Linked DNA regions of Zea mays: region 2 is linked to region 1. The links are chromatin contacts, called in public Hi-C maps. All regions are on one chromosome and are shown on one strand. Each heading gives the region's core, a stretch centred on a gene start, on an enhancer-like site or on the middle of the called end of the contact. The rest is flanking DNA. Distances are from core to core; before and after follow the strand shown.

Evidence for each region. Hi-C and Micro-C count contacts between places; a contact is called where the count stands out from the background.
Region 2: a contact with region 1 is called in a Hi-C map of tassel, with 2.1 times the contacts expected there. The contact joins the promoter of LOC100279412 here to the promoter of LOC100282937 in region 1. A contact is called at or near these places in 2 of 25 Hi-C or Micro-C datasets (endosperm and tassel).

The regions. Positions count from the first base shown.
Region 1 is chr9:134,361,378-134,365,312 of Zm-B73-REFERENCE-NAM-5.0, forward strand. LOC100282937 (TRAF type zinc finger domain containing 1) reads left to right here and starts at 1,694. Exons shown (of 5, transcript NM_001397647.1): 1 at 1,694-2,003; 2 at 3,834-3,935. The coding sequence starts at 1,936. It overlaps LOC103639124 (alpha-N-acetylglucosaminidase), which reads left to right. Exons shown (of 19, transcript NM_001328056.1): 19 at 1-145.
Region 2 is chr9:134,761,665-134,765,599 of Zm-B73-REFERENCE-NAM-5.0, forward strand. LOC100279412 reads right to left here and starts at 1,788. Exons shown (of 3, transcript NM_001317819.1): 1 at 1,609-1,788; 2 at 1,074-1,372; 3 at 502-971. The coding sequence starts at 1,338. The coding sequence ends at 820. It overlaps LOC109942446 (a long non-coding RNA gene), which reads left to right and starts at 711. Exons shown (of 2, transcript XR_002265295.2): 1 at 711-1,003; 2 at 3,160-3,867.

The sequences.
Region 1 (3,935 bases), core at 444-2,943:
CATTAGAATAAGTGGATTCCACATCTCTCTCCATCAATTTAAGTTTAATTGATACATATAATTTAATATATGGTGTCAGTCAGATATCTTTGAGTTTTAAATCTTGATTAGCACAATTAAATAAAATAGATATTGCTCGTTCCTATTTTTATCTCTGACTCCTCCGGAGTCCGGAGAGCAACTCCAAAAAAGAGACCTATATTTGAGTCCTAAATATTGTTTTTGACCTGATTTGATTTGTTTTAGGACCCTAACATATTATCTGCCAACAATCAGGCCTTAAACATCTATTTATCAATAACCAAACGGGCTAGCACAGAAAAATCAAGCGCCAAACAACGTAAGAGTGAAGTCTTATATGAATTTACTGCAATGTTGGAGACTATTTTCTGGTCCCCTGTATTTTAAGATACGACTCAGTTTGGATCTTTGTTGGAGTTGCTCTGAGAGAGCTAGAGGATTTAGACATAACATATGCAGAGCTGTAGGGGTGATATATGTATGAAGATGATATATATCCAGTGCATGAAAGATTATTGTACATGGTGCATATATTAAATCATCATTATTTATCTTAGATCTAATATCTCTGCTTGATCATTGTAATTTATAAATAACATCTTCCACCACTACACTCTCACCACGTGGAAGGGTGTCTTTAGCAAAATATACCAAACAACTAGATACAACTAGAAACCTTATATCTAGATAGATGATGATGATTAATATATGTATCATGTGCACATATATAACCAGATAACTAGAGACGTTAGATCTAATCAGGGTGCTTCCAAACATGTAGTAGTTAAACAAATACCGCCCTCTTTGGGTAAAGAAAGACCATATATATAATTACGTGGTACTTTCTTTCACCAACCTCTATTTTTATTGTGTGTTGCTCAAATAGTAAAATTATTATAGATTCAATAAAAAAGTCATCAAAAGCAGATAAATTAAGACCTGTTTGAAAGCAACCTAGTTTTTAAGAATTTGGTTTTTATCTCTAATTTTTTTAGAAAATATCTTACGAAAAAATGGGTTTATAGTGTTTGGAATCACCTTAGTTTTCATAAACTGGGTTTAGTTAGGAGAGGCTAGTTTCTTGGTTTTTAATATGTAAACTGAGATGTATATTGGTATGTTTGGAACACCTCAGTTTTCATAAACCAGTTTCTTTAAAACTGGATGCTTTCAAACATGCCCTAAGGCCATCTTCAACATGTCATGTAAATGGGCGTGCAAAGTACTGTTTTGCACTGTAGATTACACTGTTTGTAGAGTGGAGTTTGAAATAGAGAGTGAGGTAGGGAGTGAGGCAAGGAGTCTAATGAAGATAGTCTAATTGAGTGTTTGGTTTGAAGAATCACTCCATTCAATATGTAATGGTACATCATGAGTTTATTTCTCAAATTTAGTTGGATGATCTCAACTAACTAAGTATAAAGAATGAGGTGGTGATGTATCAACTCATTCATTTCGCAAACCAAACAAAAGTGAGGAGTTAGAAAATGATGAACTAATTTATTCCTTAAACTAAATACCCTATAAATACCAAAGGGTTAGTTTGATAATCTCATTTTTTTCAAGGAATTTTTATTTTTCAAAGAAAAATTTAAAAAATTACTTTATTTTTTCTCTTGCGAAAATAAAGTCCCAAACTATAAAAATGCTTGTTTGACACGCGGAAGAAGGGAAGGTGAAAGTCGATGCCAGTAGTAGCTACAGCAGTTAATGCGAAAAACTGAAGCATGCCACGCCTGACCGACCCCCTTCTCGCCTAATGTCCGTGCCCCGACTGCGTCTCCGCCCCGACTCACCCGCAGCCTGTCTCTGCTCGGCGGCGGCCGTCTCGACTGCGGGAGAGGGGAGCGCCCCTTCGCCGATCTGATCGGGAGCTGCAGGCCAAACGGCGAGGCGAGCCCATCAGGAACCACCATGGCAGCGGCAGCCGCCGACTCCGATCCCGCCGCAGCTGTGGCCGACATGTCCACCTGCGCCCATTGGTCCGTTACTGGCTCCGAATTTCTTTCCCTTCTCCCTGTTCCTCACGCTTCCCGGTCCCTTGGTGCACGTGCATCGCCGTGTCGGGTGATGCGCTTGATCTCGTAGGCTTGGATCTGAGCTGGGGAGAACCCCGATGCGGTCGAGGAGGAGGAGAATTTCTATGGTGACGAGAGACGCTGTTTGTTGGGTTCTGATCCGCCGTACCGCGTGATCAGTATGTTGATGACGTTATTGGCGTTGTCGTAGCACCATATTTGGAGTTAGAAAGATATGCGACGTTCTAATCTATGGCCATATTTGAACCTCTAGAGCTACTCACCCAGACAGCCTATGTTGTGCTCGGTTTGAGATATGGAGTGGTTCATCATTTTTCTCACTCAAGAGTTTGTTAGATTCTCCACCAATCCTCCTCCCTCATCCCTCAAGCTAATAATTAGTTAGTACAAGCATGAGAATGGGGTGATTCATTGGATTCGTGAAATGAACTCATGATGCACCGCCTCATCTAGGATGAGTTGATCCTCAAACCAAACACCCCCTAATAGTGACTAAGCCTAGATCTGCTATAATTTTTCATTTCAAGCTAGCGAAACAATTACAGATCAGAATGAATGATGACTTGTGCGATGGTTGGTATATGTATTTCTGCACATATTGCTGAAATAACCTTAGATGGACTAATCAACTGTTGGTTGGAGGAAAAAAAAACCCCGGAGAATCTTTCCTAATCATTGGTACCAAGGCATTGTTATTTGTTTTTATCCAATGTAAAGACAATGTGTGTTTACGTGTTTATTCTTTTTGGGTTCATTTGTTTATTACTTATACAAATGATGAACAAACTGTATCTGTGTAAGAGTCAGGGGCGATTCTAGGGAGGGGCACAGGGGGGCAATGTCCCCCCTAATCTTCTACAAATTCCATAGAAGCTACTAATTTTTTTAGCTAATCACCATATAAATAATGTAAAATACCTCTTAACAGCCCCCTCAATCTAATTTGTCCCTCTCAATCTCAAATGCTGGCTTCGCCCCTGGTAAGAGTAGGTGGTTGCAGAATGCTTGACTTGTATTCAACACAACTGTAGTACAAATACAACATAGAAGGCAGAATCAAGTCCTGGTATTCTGTTGTACAGTTAACCACCGGTGGACCTAGTAGCGATCTTGCTAACGACCATCCAATTATGGATCCTATACTTGGTTGCCTACAGAAAAAAAAACTCGGCTGGGGAAGGAAAAACCGCCTTCCCGATATTATATTAAGAAGAGACCGAAACATGATCCTGGCCAAGAAAATCCCTGAACCCTAGCCCCCATCACTAGCAGGCTGTCACCGTCCACTCTGCAACGGCCCAGCCGGAGGGTGGCGTGCAGGACGTAACTCAAGAGCGGGCAGACACATCGAGGGGATTTTTTTAACCAAGCCATAAATTCACCCTTGAGGGGATCGAACCTAGGACCTGAAGGTGCTACTCAGAAGTCTTAACCATTATGTTAGAGGCCCTTTCGCCTGGTTGCCTACAATAACATGGTTTGTTCTTCGTAGCGTTAATTGTTAGCAACTAAAATGAATCAGTCATGGTAGAGGGTATCAATATCTAAACACAATTAAATCTCTTTATATTCTCATTCTTTTTAGAATAGGATTTTTTCTGGATCAGCACTTTCTCCATTCTACAGTGTGCCCAACTACTGTTGTTAGTCAAGCTTTATGCAGCTTGTTACTTGCTGGTGAACTGTAGTCTGATGAGTTAAAGCAGCCATACTTTATTTGCCAGGTCAGGTGTTAGGTATCGCTTAATTTTCTTTATCTTTTATGTTTATCAGTCAACGAGAGATCCCTTCTTCGAACATCGACTTGCATTCTGTACATTGTGCCCGTAACCTCCAAAAGTGCCAGCACTGTGGAGAAATGATTCCTAGGAAACT
Region 2 (3,935 bases), core at 538-3,037, 400 kb after region 1:
CGCCGGTCTCCGGCCGTCTCGCTTCTCCCCCCTTCGCGCTCGCCCTCGCGCTCGACCCATCTGGGCTGGGGCACGCGGCGACACTCACTTGTCGGCCCGAGGGACTCCCGGTCTCGAAACGCCGACAGTGTTATTTGTAATTATAATAATCAACTAGAGACGTTATATCTAAAATGAATAATGATAATTTAATATGTGCAATATGTCAGCTTCCATATCTACCGGATATGTAACACCATTCTTTTCCTGCCATGCCATCGTGGCTACTGTGGTAATTAAGGACACGTGACTTACATCAGTTGTTCACAAATTAGCTTTGCCCGGATCATTGAGACTGTCAGGCACGATTGAACTTATCCACAATATTTTAAGGTCTTGGGCTCTCCCATGTCTGTCTAGATAAGACCATCCAACTCACCGAACAATGATTGCTCGCACATGCACATCAGTGTGGACCAGTCAGTGAATTCGTCGGAGGAAAGCAACATGCACCAAGAACAGTAGAAGAGCTAGTTGTAACATTAAGCTGTCTGCCATTACACATCATATACGTTTGCTTACAGAAGTGCACCCTAGACACACGAGGAGAGCAGCAGTAAACTAACAGCTGCATTCTTGTTATATTTTTTGGTCATTTCTTACGTGCATGCTATACAAAAGAAACTTCTACAGTAGTACAACTACTCACGTTTTTTTACTTCGACTTTGACAGACAGACCACGACGCCGACGGCAGCTGCAGCCAGTAGCAGATGCTGCTAGAGAGGCAGCAGCCTTCCATGTGAGTCACCGAGTCCCCATCAGGGGCCGGCCAGCGAACCTAGCGAGGCTGGTGGATCACGCGAGGAGCGCTGCTCTTGGGGCTGCCGGCGTACTTGGTCGGCTTCTCGGAGTGCCTGGGTTTCTCCCGGAACCCCCGCGGGGCGTCGCCGCTCTTCGGGGAACCCAAGTTCAGCGCCTTGAGCACCGAATCTGGCGGAGGAAAAGCACACCAACGTACGCGGGTGAGCTCACTATGATTCGTCTTTTAGGCAAATCTAAAAATCGGTGGAAGAGTAAGAGAGAGATCCGTACCTGTCTTAAGGGCGGCGGCGGCGGGGGCCTGCTCGCCGTAGAAGAGGTCCTCATCCTCATCGTAGGCAAGGAGGGCGACCAACTCGAGCTGCTCGGCTATCTCGTCCAGGTGGGCGTGCTCGCGGGACCAGTGGTCGCGGAACCAGGCGGTGGTGGTGATGAGGTCCCACCACTGCGGCGAGAAGTCCTCCACCTGCAGCAGCGCCGCCGGGATGAAGAGCGGCGCGTTCGGGTTCAGCGACGACGAAACCGCGACGGCACTCATGGTTCAACTTCAGCCCCTCAGGCCTCCTACCTTCCTGATGATTACAGCAGACAGATCCGGACGTATATCAGATCACGGACACAGGGGAGACCGAGCTAATCAAAGACAAGCCACGAGCTCTCCTGGTGGATGGAAGGATTCGACCACCCGCACCCGGGAAAGTAAAACACCACAGATCTAGAACGTGGCGATCTAGACTAGGCGCGAAAGCGACGCAAGGCTACGGATCGCAGCTAGTAGGAGGACGGAGGGCTCGTTCCCGGCGCTCACCTTCCTGTTCGTGGTTGGATGGATCTGATCTGCCTGCTGGAGCTGGGGAGCGAGGGGAAGAAGGCCTCGGCGACGGACAAGACGGAAAGGAGAACCAAACGAAATATCAACAGCGGAGTGAGTGGGGCCGCCTGGGGGCAATCCGCAGCAGGCAACGACCAGCGAGTGAGCTCCCAATGCCCTAGTGGACTCGGCGAGGACTCGCATTTATAGGTGGGACGGCACGCGGAGCCAGGCCCAGCGACCGAGCGAACCTTCCTCCTTGCTGCTGCTGGGCCGGACAGGAAAACGTGTCGCCGCAAGGCAGTTTCCGGGCTGTGCTGGGCCTGTCCGTCCGTGTGCGGCGGCGGCGACCATCGGTTGTGTCATCATATATATGTGAGCAAAACACAAATTCTTCAAATGAAAAAGAAAGACGAATCACAGGCACAGCACTCCCCGATAGGCTGTTACTGTCTGCCATTTCCAAAAATCTCAGATGGGTCACATAAATGGACTCGGAACAGTGGGAGAGCTAGAACCCCACCCCTACATCCGTCACTCGAAGTAGCGTTGGACTAGACATGATCGGCTAAGGATAGAGCCAACAATCAACAGCTACAATTGGACATGCCACGGTCAAGCGCCTGCTAATACAGAAGCAAAGTCTTTTTACCCTTCGGATGAAGTCGTGGCAGCAGGGGGCGTGGAGATGGTATTTTGATGCACTAGGGAAGTAGGGAACGAGTTTATGGCAATTAGGAGCATGAGGAGACCACGTGTGTGTGTGGCAAGTTGATAAGCCAGTTTTTTTAAGTCACGCCAATTTTTGAAGGAGCTTTAGGGTCTGCTATGAGAGTTTTTGGAGTTAGTTTGTCTCCAGCGATTTACCGTTTACGTATCCTACCTCCATTCCCATCTCATATGCATGATCTAGTGGAGACAAATTTACTGCTAGCACTTGGACACTATATTTACTTCCTCTAATCTGATTAAATCTCGGTGTCTCGAATGCACCATAGGTTAAAATTATGTCTTAATCATTTTACAAGTTATATATGATCTATATCTACATCCATCATACATATTATTGTTCTACATGTGGTATATTTTACTCTTTTTCCTTTAAAAGTAAGATGGAGGCCAGTCAATATTTGTGAAGATTGATCAATGAAAACAAATAAATATGGATGTAAATGGTATATATATTATTCGTCTGTAATAGAATTCGATCTGTCTAAGAGGGATAAGATTCGATCCTTATTCGAATTTGGATATTCAGTTTTCGATCCGTATCTGATTTATATTCATATCTGTATATTCAAAGTTGGATATTTAAGATGTCGATGTCACTCAAATCTTATCCATCACAACTCAATTATACCATTATAAGAATTGGGTTTCGCCAAATTACCATCAAATATAAGGGTTTCGTCCAAGTGCCATTATCAACTGAAACACCCACACTTAAATACCATTTGATTATTTAACAGAAATAAAAAACAAATTTAACAGAGTTTAAAAGCTGATAGATTTACCCTTCTCTGTACCCGGCGGTCTACGACAACTCAGAAGCTTGTTCTCCATCGAACAGGGACGGGTGGAACACGACGGCGCCGGCGTTCGCAGACACTTGTGCAGAACATGAGAAATCATGCATTTAAATTAATCCAGGCAGTCAGGCTTTCAAGTTGCCTAGCATATCAATATTTCAAGGTGCTATAGCAAGGGTGAAGACGTGAAAGTCAGCACTTAATATTAATATAATAGTTTCATCATGAGATGAACTTCTGTTATACTGTATTTTTAGCCTTTTCCCATATAATGTAGCATATATTATGCAAAAAAAAAGAGAAATATTCATTTGCATGCATATAAAAGCACATAGTACAGTGTAGTATGGAGTCCATCAAAGTTGCAGTTGACGCCAGATGCCCATTTCAAGAATGATCTTGGCCTAGACAGTTTGGACGCGGTGGAGCTTGTCATGGACTTGGAAGATGAATTCAGATTCGAGATACCTGACAATGAAGCTGATGACAAGATGGACACCATCAAAGTTGCAGTTAACTTCATTGCCTCACACCCGCAAGCGAAATGATAAGACGCATCGCCTGCAGTAAACCTATATCGTTCATTAACCTCTGTCCGTGAAGAAAGATCGGCTTGAAGATGTACACTACCGTGACCATTTATTTGGATACTTCTCCTGACGCTTACTCTCCTTTCTGGAACGATTCTTTTTTTATTGTCTGCACGAAACAAAATGTTTGAGCCTGAGAGGGAAGTTGTTTTCTTGTATGCGGCTTTCCCCGCCCATCGAAGAGCGGGCATAGTTTCGTTTGCTT